Regions from separate parts of the Mus musculus genome. Here region 2 is linked to region 1. Evidence: chromatin contacts called from public Hi-C data. All regions are on one chromosome and are shown on one strand. The core of a region is the stretch at or near the end of the contact, and the rest is flanking DNA. Distances in the headings are between cores, read along the strand shown.

What was found. Hi-C and Micro-C count contacts between places; a contact is called where the count stands out from the background.
Region 2: a contact with region 1 is called in a Hi-C map of the G1E-ER4 cell line, with 2.9 times the contacts expected there. The contact joins two enhancer-like sites. A contact is called at or near these places in 2 of 484 Hi-C or Micro-C datasets (the Ba/F3 cell line and the G1E-ER4 cell line).

What each region holds. Positions count from the first base shown.
Region 1 is chr14:73,110,160-73,117,038 of GRCm38.p6, reverse strand. No RefSeq gene overlaps it. Among named protein-coding and RNA genes, the nearest start is that of Gm35388, 11 kb to the right of the region's middle. Within about 2 kb of position 4,453, at least 28 of the 459 cell types and tissues checked have an H3K27ac peak or open chromatin away from gene starts, as enhancers often do. A contact at or near this core is called in the G1E-ER4 cell line, where this site is marked.
Region 2 is chr14:74,643,849-74,650,632 of GRCm38.p6, reverse strand. It overlaps Htr2a (5-hydroxytryptamine (serotonin) receptor 2A), which reads right to left. Exons shown (of 3, transcript NM_172812.3): 2 at 5,445-5,645. Among named protein-coding and RNA genes, the nearest start is that of Htr2a, 6.4 kb to the right of the region's middle. Within about 2 kb of position 4,517, at least 105 of the 459 cell types and tissues checked have an H3K27ac peak or open chromatin away from gene starts, as enhancers often do. A contact at or near this core is called in the G1E-ER4 cell line, where this site is marked.

The sequences.
Region 1 (6,879 bases), core at 3,204-5,703:
GCACGCAAGTGAGGAGTATCAGTGCTCAGACACATGACTGCAGGAAGGGAGCAAATGCTGGACTGTTCTCTGTGACTCTACCTTTTAAAAAGCTTTTCTCTGCTCCCATCTCCCCTTCCTTCTCCCTCTATCTGTCTTCCCTTCTCTCCCTCTTTCCCTCATCTCTCTCAATTTATTTTCATTTTAGACAGGGTTTCCTTTATGGCCCAGACTGGCCTTAAGCTTTCTTTTTGTAAAAAACAAAAAAAAAATTGGTTATTTTACTTATATACATTTCAAATGTTATCCCCCTTCCTGGTTTCCCCTCTGTAAACCCCCCTATCCCCTCCCCGTCCCCCTGTTTCTATGAGGGTGCTCACCCACCCACTCCCACTTCATCACCCTAGCATCCCCTTATGCTAGGGCATTAAGCCTGCACAGGACCAAGGGCTTCCCCTCCCATCGATGTAAGATAAGGCCTTCCTCTGCTACTTATGCAGCTGGAGCCATGAGCCCCATCATGTGTATTCTTTGGTTGGTGGTTTAGTCCCTGGGAGATCTTGGGGGCTGGGGGGGGTGTCTGGTTGGTTAATATTGTTGTTCTTCCTATGGGGCTGCAAACCCCTTCAGCTCCTTCAGTCCTTCCCCTAATCCTCCATTGGGGTCTCCGTGCTTAGTCTGATGGTTGGCTGCAAACATCTGCTCTGGCAGAGCCTCTCAGGAGACATCCTGCCCCAGCCTCCTAAGTGCTGAGATTATAGGCATTTATGCAACTATGTCTCTCTTGTAGTGGCTCAAATATGGTCCCCAGCCCCAACGGTGTTTATATAGAAGGGATTTTTAAAGTATTTTCTTTTCTTCATGTGTATGCATAGATGTGTGTGTGTGCGTGTGCGTGTGCGTGTGCGTGTGTGTGTGCGTGTGCGTGTGTGTGTGTGTGTGTGTGTGTGTGTGGCAGGTACAAGTTTATGTGCATGCATGCATGTGAAGACCAGAAAACCTGTCACGCTTCCACTAGTTCTCAGGCAGCTGCTCACCTTAGGTTTATTTTAAATTTTAAATTTTTTAAAATTTTTGCCGTTTTTGTTATTATTTTGTTTTGTTTTTGAGACAGGTTTCTCTGTATAGCTCTGGTTGTCCCGAAACTCATCTGTAGATCAGCCTGGCTTGGAACTCAGAGATCCACCTACCTCTGCCTTCCAAATGCTGGGATTAAGGGTGTGTGCCAACCATACCCAACTCACCTTATTTTGCTTTTGTTTCCTTTCTCTTTAAAAATGACATAAGGTCTCTCACTGGCCAGGAACTTAACAAGTCCTTCAGGCTGGCTAGCCAACAAACCCCTGGAATGTGTCCATTTCTTCCTTCCCATGGCTGGGATTAAACCCACACCATCATGCACTGGAGTTTTACGTGGGTCCTGGGGAGGGAGGTTGATTGAACTCAGATTCTCATGTTTGCAAGGCAAGCACTTTATCAACTGAACTATCTTTGCAGCCCTAAAGCATTTCTAAGATAACTTTTCTGCAAACTCCCTCAGCTCTGGTGTTTGCCTGTAAAGGTCATGATGATGCTGTTGGTAGACAACAAGTGGATGAGCTGTCTGGATCAGCGACAGCAGCACTGGGGTATCTTAGAAAGGACGAGGAAAACATTGTGCTAGGTTCTGCAGAGAAACTTCCCTTTGCTCCCAGTCAAGGTTCAGTGGCCATGCCTGAATGCTGGACCATTTGGCTTGAGGACTGTGGATGGTGGAAGAACTTAGTTAGCATTGTGGGTATCTTTTAGTTATTAGTCTGGGAGAGTGAAAAACCACAGCTCGGGTGTGAGACAGCCCTTGCTGGTGGTGCAACCATGTTCAGGACCCTGTACTTCTGAGTTTCTGCACCACAGTGTTCTGTCCCTATCTGTAAAATCTGAATAAAAATATCCGCCCTCAGGGCTGGTGAGATGGCTCAGTGGTTAAGAGCACTGACTGCTCTTCCGAAGGCCCTGAGTTCAAATCCCAGCAACCACATGGTGGCTCACAACCATCTGTAATGAGATCTGACTCCCTCTTCTGGTGTGTCTGAAGACAGCTATAGTGTAGATACATATAACAATAAATAAATTAAAAAAAGATATCCGCTCTCATGATTTCTGCGAAGACTGAAAGAAATAGTTCAATGGACACAAAGAAAGCCCCTAAAATATTCCTTCCTCCAAGAACTAGAGCAAGCAGGCTTTTCATGGCTAGCCTCCGTGGCTATGAGATATAGTATGTCTCACATTGGTTTGCCTATTGTTCTATTATCTGCCAGTAATGTTGACTTTATATTCTCCCAGTGACAGAAAAGGGCTACAAAATGCAAATTGTAGCAGTCCAATCATGTTGTAAGTTGCAGGATTTGTGCTTACGCACAAATATAGAAGAGGTGGCTGTGCTTAGCAAGACATAATCATCAGGCTCCAGAGATGGTTGGCTCAGGGGGAGTCCTAGTTAGGACTTCTGTTGCTGTGATGGAACACCATGGCTGAAAGCAAGCTGAGGAGGAAAGGGCTCATTTGGCTCCCACTTCTACATGGTACTCTCTGAAGGAAGTTAGGACAGGAGCTCAAACAGGTCAGGATTCTGTAGGCAGGAGCTGATGCAGAGGCCATGGAGGGATGCTGCTCATTGGATTGCTCCCCATGGCTTGCTAGGCCTGCTTTCATATAGAACACAGGACCACTAGCCCAGGAATGGCTCCACCTATAATAGACTGGGCCTTCCCCCATCAATCACCCATTTTAAAAAATGCCTTACCGTCAGATCCTATAGAGGCATTTTTTTTCAATTAAGGTTCTCTTCTTTCAGCTAACTCTGGTTTGTGTCAAGTTGACATGAAGCTAGCCCAGCACAGTGGGTAAAGCCCTTGCTATTCATGCTTGAGGACATGAGTTCAAATCCTTAGAACACGTGTAAACTAGACACTGAAGAATGTGTCTGTAATCCCATGTAATTCCATGGCAAGATAGACGCAGACACATGAGAATTCCTGAAAGCTTGTAGGCTGGCTAGTATGGTGTGTAGACAGTACTGTACAACAAAGATCCTGTCAGAAACAAGGAAGGCAATGAATGAAATCTGAGGTTGTCCTTGGGACCGCCACAGGTATTTACAGTGCGTGCGTGTGTGTGTGTATGTGTGTGTGTGTGTGTGTGTGTGTGTGTGTGTGTGTGTGTAATTATACACTTTTACTTCCTAAGCTTTCTTACAGCCCAAAAATAGATCTTAAAAGCTTACCTCACAAAAGTCTTTTATTGCCTTCACTTTGTTCCTGGGTACTGTTAAAGGAAGCTATTGAGAATAGGATAGTTTTCCTATTTTTTTTTTCTGAGCAAATTTGTTATTGGTATATAAAAAGCTGCTGATTTTTGTATATTGTTCTCATATCCCCCAACTTTATTGGATGTGTTTGTTAGCATTAGCATATGAAAGTCTTCTGGTAGAGTCTGCAGCATCTTTTAAGTATAGCATCGTTTTGACTGCAAGTGGGGATAACTTGACTCCTTTTCCTATTTGTAAACCTTTTATATGGCCTGCTTGTCTTGTGGCTCTAGCTAAGACTGAGCCCTAAATGAATAACAAAAGAGCAAGTGTGGAAAAGGGGGATTAATTGTTTAATTCCAGATTTTTAGAGAAAATTCTCTCGATCCCCCTCCCCCCCAATTTTATGTGCTGGCTACAGATTTGTTATTATTATTGTTTTATTATTTCGAGGTCTGTCTAGTCCTAATTTCTCCATGACTTCTGTTGTGAAGCCATGTTGAACTATGTTTTCTACACGTATTGAGATAACCATGTGATTTCTGCACTTATGTCTATCTGTTACGGCATACATATTGACTTGTATTTGCTGTACATTGAACCAACAACCACCCTCCCATCCTTGGGAGGAAACTACCTTGGTTGTGTTATGCGACTCTCTTCATGTACTCTTTGACTATGTTTGCAAATACTGTGCTGAAAATTTTTGTGCCTATGTTCATCAGAGAGAGAGAGAGAGAGAGATCTGCAGTTTCCCTTTTTATTATGTATCTATCTGTCTGTTTTTAGTATCAGAGTAATATTGGCTTCATGGAGGGAATGTTTAGTGTGTGTGTGTATGTGTGTGAGAGAGAGAGGGGGGAGAGACAGAGAGACACAGAGAGACAGAGAGAGAGAGAAGAGAGAGACAGATAGACACACACAGACAGACAGACAGAGAAAGAGAACAACAGAGAGCTTGTGCATGTGTGATGTACACACGGGTATCTATGCCTGTGCTTGTGTGCAAATGCCAGAGAAAGCTGTCAGGTGTCTTATCAGACGGTTTTGGTCCCTTTGAGGCAGTCTCTAACTGAACCAAGTTTTTTGGCTAGGCTGCCCATCAGGAAGCCACACCTTCTCAGCACTGGGGTTTCAGGCCTGTGTAGGACCACACCCAGTTTTCACTTAGGTGCTGGGATCTGAACTCTGTTCCTCGATCCCCACGTTTGTGTAGCAACTTTTAACCGCCACAGCTCATGCCACTGTCTCTTAAAGTGTCAGCACTGTTCTATTCTCTTACTGGCAAGGAATGAAAGGTTCACCTTTGCGTCTTTGCCAGCAGTTACAGTCGTCGGGAGGCGATTTTGGACTTTAGCCATTCTAACAGGAGTGTAGTTGCACCTGGCAGAGCTTTTAATTTGCAGTTCCTTAATGGCCCGCGGTTAAGCAGCTTTTCAGATGCTCTGTGCTATCTGTGTATCTTGGTTGGCGGGCTGTCAATTCCTACCTTCTGGCTTTTCATTGGATGGCCTGCTGAGGTTCAAGAGTTCTTTGCATAGTTTGGACCTGAGTTCTTTATTAGATGTATGCTCTGTAAATAGTTTCTCCCAAGGACTCCTTATCTTCTTGTTAGTGTCTGTCTCAGGAGGAGTTTTCAACATAGTAAAGTTTAAGTCAGCGATTTGGATTCTGCCTTTGTTGGTGTATTTTTAAAAGGTATCTCTGCTTTCTCTAGGCACCTGCTGAGTTTAAGCTCATTGCCCTGGGGAGTTTTGTTGTGTTGTGTTTTGTTTTGTTTTGTTTTTTTGAGCTTTAATAAAATTATCCTTGGGCTTTAAAAAGTTATACCAAATTTCTAATAATTAAGATTTTAAAAAGTACTTTCTCCTAGGCATCTTATAGAATGTCCTTTATATGTAGTCCTGTGACTTACATTGAGTTAACTTTTGTGACAAACTGTGCCTAAGTTTTCTTTTGTTCTTTTGCATGTAACTATCTCTATGTTATAAGCCAGTGGTTCTCAACCTTCTTAATGCTGCTTCTTTAATACAGTTCCTCGTGTTGTGGTGACGCCCCCCAATCATAAAATTATTTTGTTGCTACTTCATAACTGTAATTTTGCTACTGTTATGAGTCATAATCTGATATGGTATGATATGATGTGGTATGATATGATATGGTATGATATGATATGGTATGAGATGCAGGATATGTGATATGCAACCCCTGTAAAAGGATTGTTTGACCCCCAAAGGGGTCACAACCCACAAGCTGAGAACCACTATTCTAAAGTCTCGTGTTGAACCTTTTAGCCCAAGACTCAGTGCCCTAGTTCCTGTTGCTGTGATAAAGCACTCACCAAACCCTGCCTGGGGAGAAAAGGATTTGTTGCCATATAGTTCCACATCTCAGTCCATCTCTGAGGGAAGCCAAGAATTCAAGCAGGAACCTGGAGACAGGAGCTGAAGCAGAGACCGTAGAGGGGTGCTGCTTACTGTTTTGTTCTCCAAGGCTTGCTCAACTGCCTTTCTTCTAGCTAGAAGGACTCTCTTTCCAGGGTGGCACCACCCACAGGGAGCTGGGCATTTAAGCTCTTTGTCTCTCTGTTTTGTATCCTGTAAAGCAGAGGCAATAATAGAATTTACTTCCTTGTTTGAGGATTATAGGTCTTTTTGTACAAGAGGAATAGAACAATGCCCAGCACACAGGAGGAAATACAAATGATCACCACCAGGTAATATCTGAGTCCCCAGAAGCTTAAAGTGCTACTTTAGTGTCCTTATGCAACTTGCCATTACATGCTGGGGCTGGGCATCACTGACCCAGTAGCTGAGTCAGTCTCTCAACAGCCTTCACATCTGAATGCTAATCTACAGCCAAGCAGTACTTGAATCATAACCAAAAAGGCTTAGCAAGCCATTCATTTTGGTGGATTCCCAAGGGAGCCAAGATGAGGGCTAAAGGAGGCTCAGCAACGAGGAGAGTGCAGCAAATCACACTTACCAATTCATTTCAGCACAAGCAGCTGGCTACGTCAGAGTCCCAGGTGCTATGGTTTAGAGCCTACCGAAATTCCTGTCAAAATTTGGTCCCCCTTGTGACAGTGTAGGACCAGGTGGGATTTTTAAGAAATGACTAGCTTCCTGATGGATTGGTCGACTAAAATAGTCTTATCCCCAAGCTGGGTGTGTCTGTTACAAACCAGTTTGTCTCTTGTATGGATTCCTCTGGCCACGAGAGTCTGCAGGGATCCCATTGGCAAGAAGATGCCCCAAACACAGACTACCTAAGGACCTCCAACACTCTACAATCATGGGTTAAAGAAACTTTAATTCTCCAAGTTATCTAGCCTCTAGTAGTCAGCAATAGCAGCAGAAAACATGAATGCACCAAGAAGATCATGACCATTACATCATCACATTGCACGGAAGGGAAACACTGCTCTTCTGTATCAGTCCACACAGGAAGTAGGAAAGGTGTAATAAGTTAGTCATTTGGTGGGAAATTCTGGGGGTGAGGCCTTCTTTCTTTCTTGAGACCTTCTGAAAGTGTCTTAAGGCTTCCTTCACCTGCTCCCGGTCCATCTGTTTAATAGTCTTCCTTTGGAGTTTGTCCTAAGTGCTCAGGTT
Region 2 (6,784 bases), core at 3,268-5,767, 1.5 Mb before region 1:
GATTGTTTGTTTGCTTGTTTATTGAGAAGACCACTTTCTTCTTGCTTCAATTTGTGTTACAGATTCTTGGGCTACCAGCCATTTCTAATCTGGAACTGAACCTAGAACCTCACATACGCTGGGCAGGTGGTCTACCATTGAGCTATAGACTAAGGTGATTTTTTTTTTTAACTTTTGTTTCATGAGAAGGTCTCACTAAGATGCCAGGTCGGCCTTGAATCTGTGCTCTTCTGACAACAGAGTCTCAAGCAGCTGAAATCATGGGTCGGTGTCACCAGGCCAGTTTGGGTTCTGTCCTCTAGAAATGGGTGCTTTCAATAAAGGTAAAGTAGAGCCATCTAGAGTTAAGGAAGCAGAGAGCAAAGAAAAAGTATCACGTGTGAGTCAGTGTGCAGCAGTGAGGACTGTAGACCCAGGCAGAAGAGCAGAAAGGCGAGCATGGCAGCAGAGCAGTTTGCATGTGGAAAACACACGCCCAGGTCATAGTGCAGCTGCAATGACCTCTTGGGTCTTATTCACCTCTGCGTACAAACACAAAAGGATCACAGGGCAAATGAGGTTCAAGCGTTCTCATTCTCAAGTTCTTGCATTTCCAAGAAGTGGAAAATCATTTGTTTTAGGCTCTTTATGATTAAAAAGTTAAAAAAAAATTGCTCTTGCTAAGAGAATATAAAGAAGAGATAATTAATAAGCTTACAGAGAAGGGTAAATGACAATTCTGATCATTCCAGAGGAAGAGCAGAAAAAGATTGACCGACATCAACCATAAAAGAGCTAAATACTCCAATTGAAAGACAAAGGTGGGACTGGACATCAGGCTTAGCTGTTGTGAGCAATTGCTGGTCTTCCAGAGGACCCAGCTCCCAGCATCCATGTCGGGCATCTCACAGTTGTCTGCAACTTCAGCTCCAGTGGATTCCACGCCTCTGGTCTCCACAGGCACCTGTACTCTTATACACTTATCTACACACACACACACACACACACACACACACACACACACACACACACACACCCCTACATGTGAATAAAAATTGTTTAAAGATGAAGATGAATTGCATTTTTAGAAATTGTGCCTCCATCCTGGTAGCACATTTAAAATACAAAGTCACAGTTCCACACTATGATAGAGCAAAATATAGTCAGACAAATGATAATCAAGAGAAATCTGGAAAAAAGGCATAAATATAGTATCCACAGAGTTGATTCTTAAGGCAAGAAGCATCATTAGAAATGAAGTGAGCATTTGGTAACAAATAAAAATAAGTATGAAAGATAAAATTTGTGTGTGGCTAATAACCGACAAAGTGGTAGAAAGTGTAAATGAAGTTTAAAGATAGTATATATATATATATATATATATATATATATATATATATATATATACACACACACACATAAATATATATATGTATGCATATACATATATATATACATACACACACACACACACACACACACACACACACACACATATATATATATACACACACCCACATATATATATATATGCACCAGAGCGTTAGGACTAAGTTCTATACATACTCCTACCTTACATAAAGACCTCAAAGGAAAAAAATGGCAACCTCTGACTTTCACTTAAGGAAGCTGGAAAAAAACCCCATGAATCCAAGTTTAGCTCTGTATTCATCAACTTATCCAGAAAACAGAATATATCAGTACACTGGAGGAAAGTTCTACAATAGATTCTGTAAAATCTTTAACTGTTAGTTGAAAGCAAAGTAGGCCATATACAAATAGAATTCTGTACTATGCAGCCATAGAAATGAAATCTGCCCATTTCCCAAAGTGTGGCTAAGTCTTGGAAGCATAATAAGAACACACGATCACACTCATACGTGGAATCTAAGGAAGGGTGGATGTATAGAAACAGAAGGATGGCATTTCCTGGTAGCAGGGATTTTAGGGTAAAACTCTGGGCTCCTGCAGCCTCCAATAAGCAACCTGCCCATTCAAAAGAACTAGCCAGAGACACAGAGGAAGGGAACTTGGTCAGCATGGATGCCTTGGGAAGGATAACGATGTCCAGTGCGCCTCCCCCCCCCCCCCCAGAGGGTAAAATGCATCATTAAACAGTTCTTCTCAAAGCATGCTACACTCAGCACTGAGACTTGTTGTCTGGCTCTGGTCTGTCCTGCAAAGTGGTCTGCTAAGATGTCAGACTAGTGTGAGCTCTCTTCCAGACTTGCAAGTTCTTTCTCAGCCTGGTACCAGGGCTTCTGTCTTTCCCTTCCCTCAGCACAGGACTCTGGGAAATGTTGAGTCACTGAGTTTAATGTTTAAATAGTCTGCTAGCCAGAAGTGAATGTAGAACCACCTTAGAATATTTCCTCTCTGGCAAGGCTGGCTCCATTACCATAGACAGAGTGGGGGCAGGGAGACGGATTAGCTCAGGGGACCCCGTGAATGATGTGGTATCTGCATTTGCTAACTCTGAGTTTTACTCTTGTAAGTTTCTCCATGTTCTGACTGAAAACTACAGGGCATCTTGGTGAGCGGATGGAGAAGTTGACTAATTGAATTACAGTATTTATTTTACAAAACATGTATAGGTTCAATCACCACAGTGTGCATTTTGAAATCAGTTTCATTTGTTGACTATACACGATTAAAAAAACAAAACAAGACAAAACAACAGGAAACAATTCCAGTTGGACTAAGGATCCAAGCATAAATCCACAAACTGAAACCTCAAACCCAAAAACAAAACAGTAGAACCAGAAGCAAGAGCCGAAAAGTCAGCAGGAAGTGAGTCCCGAGCTTCTTCAGGACCCAGGGTAGAACTGACTTTTTGTTTTTAGCATTTCTTATCTGATTGTTTCTCAGAGCATCATCTCACAGGTAGTTACAAGGTTGGGTGACCTCTAGTTTTCTTAAATTTAAGTGTCTTCTACCACAGTTGGAGAGGTACTTGAATACACACTCTGTCATCTGGTTTACTCTAGCATAACCAAAAGGACAGAGGGATGATCATTCCTGAACACTTCTTTGTAGCGATGTCCATTGGTCAGCATCCTTACAACCATTCTAACCTGTCTCGCTCCTGGGATGACAGCCAGAAAGAGCTAGGGCAGACAGCCTTATTAGGTAGTAGAAAAAGTGCAGATTTTAGAGCTGGATTGGCCTGAGATGACTCTTGGCTCTAAGTGTTTCGATCCTGTGCAAGGGACTTACCCACGAGGTGCTCTGTACAGGACTGGGTCTGTACATTTTTCAGAATAAATGTCTAACTTCTGTTAATGGTGTCACTATGAAGGTTGACAGGGATGGAGAGTTGTTTTGGCCATGGGTAAGGTAACGAACTCTGGGACTGAAGAGATGGCTCTGTGGGTACAAGTCCTTGCTGTACAATGTGAGGGCCAGAGTTAGATTTTCAGCACTCATGTAAATGTGATGGGCTTCCTGTAACCCTAACCCTCAGGAGGCGGAAGCAGAGACAGGATCCCTGGAGCAAAAATAGCTGTCTAGACTGGTCAAATCGACAAGCTCTGGGTTCAGCAAGAGACCCTGACTCATAAAGTATAGATAAACTAAAGAGGGTGCTTGACATCAACATTTGGCCACCACATTGAATATACAGACACATGAACACACACACACACACACACACACACACACACACACACACACACACACACGGAAAGAAAAGCTGATGGGCCACTTCAGTTTATGCTCGGCTAGCAGGACAGTCTATGCAGGGAAGACAGTGTACTTTGCTGCGTGAATTGCACTTGACCCTTTGACCTTGCTTCCTTCTCTGATAATCTGGCTCATGTGGTCCTCAACCGTGGACCTCTCTTAGGAACACCCAGCCGTTTAAACCTAAGAATTCTCCAGAGTGGTGACAAGCAGCTTGGATGGACACCTGCTGGCCGCTTTACCCTCCTGTTCCAGGTGAGGAGGAGTCCTAGGTTGCACAGAACAATGCCATCAGCCTTTTCTTGGATCTGAAGCTGTCAGCTAAGGGAGGTGTGCTACACTCAGCAGAAAGAGGAGGGCTCCGTGCCAGCAGGCTATAGCACTTGTGAGTCAGACCTGTGACCCAGGAAACCACAAGTCCTATTTCCTGAGGTCCCCCGACGCATCAAACAAATACAACGGTATTCATCTGTGCTGCTGACCTCTAGTGATAACTTAAGGCTCAAGGTGAAAAACTGGTGAGGTTTTCCCAAAATGTGCAAAGATGCTGTGTAACCATAACCCGTTGTTGTTACCATCAGAGCCAGAGAGTGCTCACTGTGCTCACACTTGCTGCACACGCCCCTCATTTCCCTTTTAGAACACCCGTTCCTCTTCTACAAAGTGGAGATGACGTCACATTAACTCCTGTTATTAGCAGGAAGGAAACCAAGGAGCACAGACTGTGCTTGCTGATAAGTATTTGAAAAAATCGCTTTTATTTTATGTGTTATGGACGTTTTACCTGCCTGTATGTTTGCACACATGTGTGTTTGCACACATGTGTGTTCCTGATGCACTAAGAGGCCAGAAGAGGGGGATGAATCTCTTGGAACTGGGTGGTGAGTCACCCTTGTAGGAGCTGGAAGCAAGGACAGCGATAGATAGATAGCTCTAATGTTAATGTATCTCTCTGACCCCCATTAATAGGTATTTTAAATTACAAAGTAGTAGGTAGCATTAAATGAGCTCTGGAATTTTAATCTACCATCAAACCCTGCACTCTTTCCAGGAAGTAGATACCCCAAGGGCCTTAGCAAACATAGCGTTTCCCTTTGAGAAGCTTTGAGACTTGACAGCAGGTCTCAGGGAATCTTTGATTACAAACTAAGTATTTTGAGGTGACAGGTAAAATTGACTTTGCTGCCTGAGAGCTGCTCCTTTAGATCCTATTTATAGTGACAGGAGATCAATGCTAGCCAGAGGTAAGTGTGTGTAATCGGGCCTAACAGAAGTGGGTTGGAATCCTTTGGTGTGGATGTCACAGCAGGGAGAAAGGCCACAGAGGTACCAGGCAGCTGCAATGCCCAACCCTTTAAGCCATTTCCCTCTGTCCTCAGCTTCTGCCCCCTTTCTGGATCCTCCTTCAAGGCCAATGCTGTCTGGGTCAAGTGCCCATATTCCTTAGCAATCACAGTCCAGTAACGATAGGTTTCGGGGAGACCCAAGGCTTAGAGTGTTGAGCTCGGATGTGAGAAAGAACACAGGCATTCCTGCCTTAGGATCCGCTGCTGTGCTTTTTCTTACGTGTGCAAAACAATATGGACAGATGCCGTCAGCCATTGGCATCTGCAGCTTCTCCTTTCCTAGAACGACTCCAATAACCATGAAGTGGAGACATACCTTGCAACACATGAAACCACAGACTCAGAGAGTCAGGTTTCACCACAGCCATGTGGAACGTGTCTCCCGGGAAGGGACAGACTCTAGTTTCAGATGCCACCCTGCCAGGTGGTCCAGCTTACCTACGGATATGGTCCACACCGCAATGATTTTCAGGAAGGCTTTGGTTCTGGAGTTGAAGCGGCTATGGTGAATGGGGTTCTGGATAGCCACGTAGCGGTCCAGGGAGATGGCGCAGAGGTGCATGATGGACGCCGTGGAGAAGAGCACATCCAGGTAAATCCAGACGGCACAGAGCTTGCTGGGCAAAGGCCACCGGTACCCTGTGGGGCAGAAGTTTAGCATCAGTGAATAGCTAGCTTCGTGCTTTCTGCAGCGTGTAATCTATACCCCAGGACTTACAACTTGGGGACAGGTAGAGGTGACAGGCAAGGGAACTACAAGAGACTTTCAATATTTAAACCAACAGCCAGTGTGCACTGTGATGGCACGGGCAGGGGAGTGCAGGGTTGAAGGTTTCTGACCTGTGGAATTGCATTAATGAAGGAGGAATTTGCTTTTTCCTCTGGAATGGAGTCTCTCTCACCCTCTACCTGGTCAAAGCCACTTTTATTTAGCAATGTGTCCAAAGTTATGTTCTGAGCCCTTCAATTGATGTTGCCGGTCACATACAGCCTTTATTTATCCACATAATTTTCTTTGGGGTTAGGGTCCCTATAGCTAGTCTAATCTTAGTCACTCTTAGACATGTCCAGTCTCACATAGACAGGCAATTAGTGGCTGTGTGACGAATCGTCTTCAAATCTCTTGAATGTCTTTTTTTATGGTGCACAGTCCCTTAATGTGTCTTATTAAATTTGGGGCATGTGAGAAACATTGAGGATGGTGAAGAATATCAAGGGTATCTGGACTTGGAGCTTTGTCTCAGGGCAGTGCTCAAACTACAGGTGACAGCTGGTTTTCGCAGGTGGCTCCTTAAAATGGAGACCCACCTCTGGCGATTCTGCTTCCGTAAGTCTGGAACAGGCTGGGAAATGTGCATTTTCCAAAAAAAAAAAAAAACAAAACAAAAAAAAAAAACTTAAGAAATCATACTGCTGAGGCTGGTATTGGCACTCAGGGAACAACCCCTGCTTAGGGCAAAGGTGACACTCGCCCCCCTCCGATGTCTCACAATCAAACAGTATAGCTTTGGGCCCATTTAAATCATTCTCTCTGGAGGGTGGCTAGAGATGAAGCCCCAATGTCAAAGGATTTTAAAACTCCCCAGAGTCCAAGGCAGGAAGCTTGGCAGGTTCTCTGCTGCCTGAGATGCCTTGGTGACATAAATGAAGTGCCCTGCTCCTTTCTGAGTGTTTTGGAGAGGACCAGACACTTGGATAGACTGTTGGTTTGTTCTGCTAATGTAAGGAGCAACAATATTACATCTGCCTGCGAATAGGAAGGAAGATTAGAGATCAGT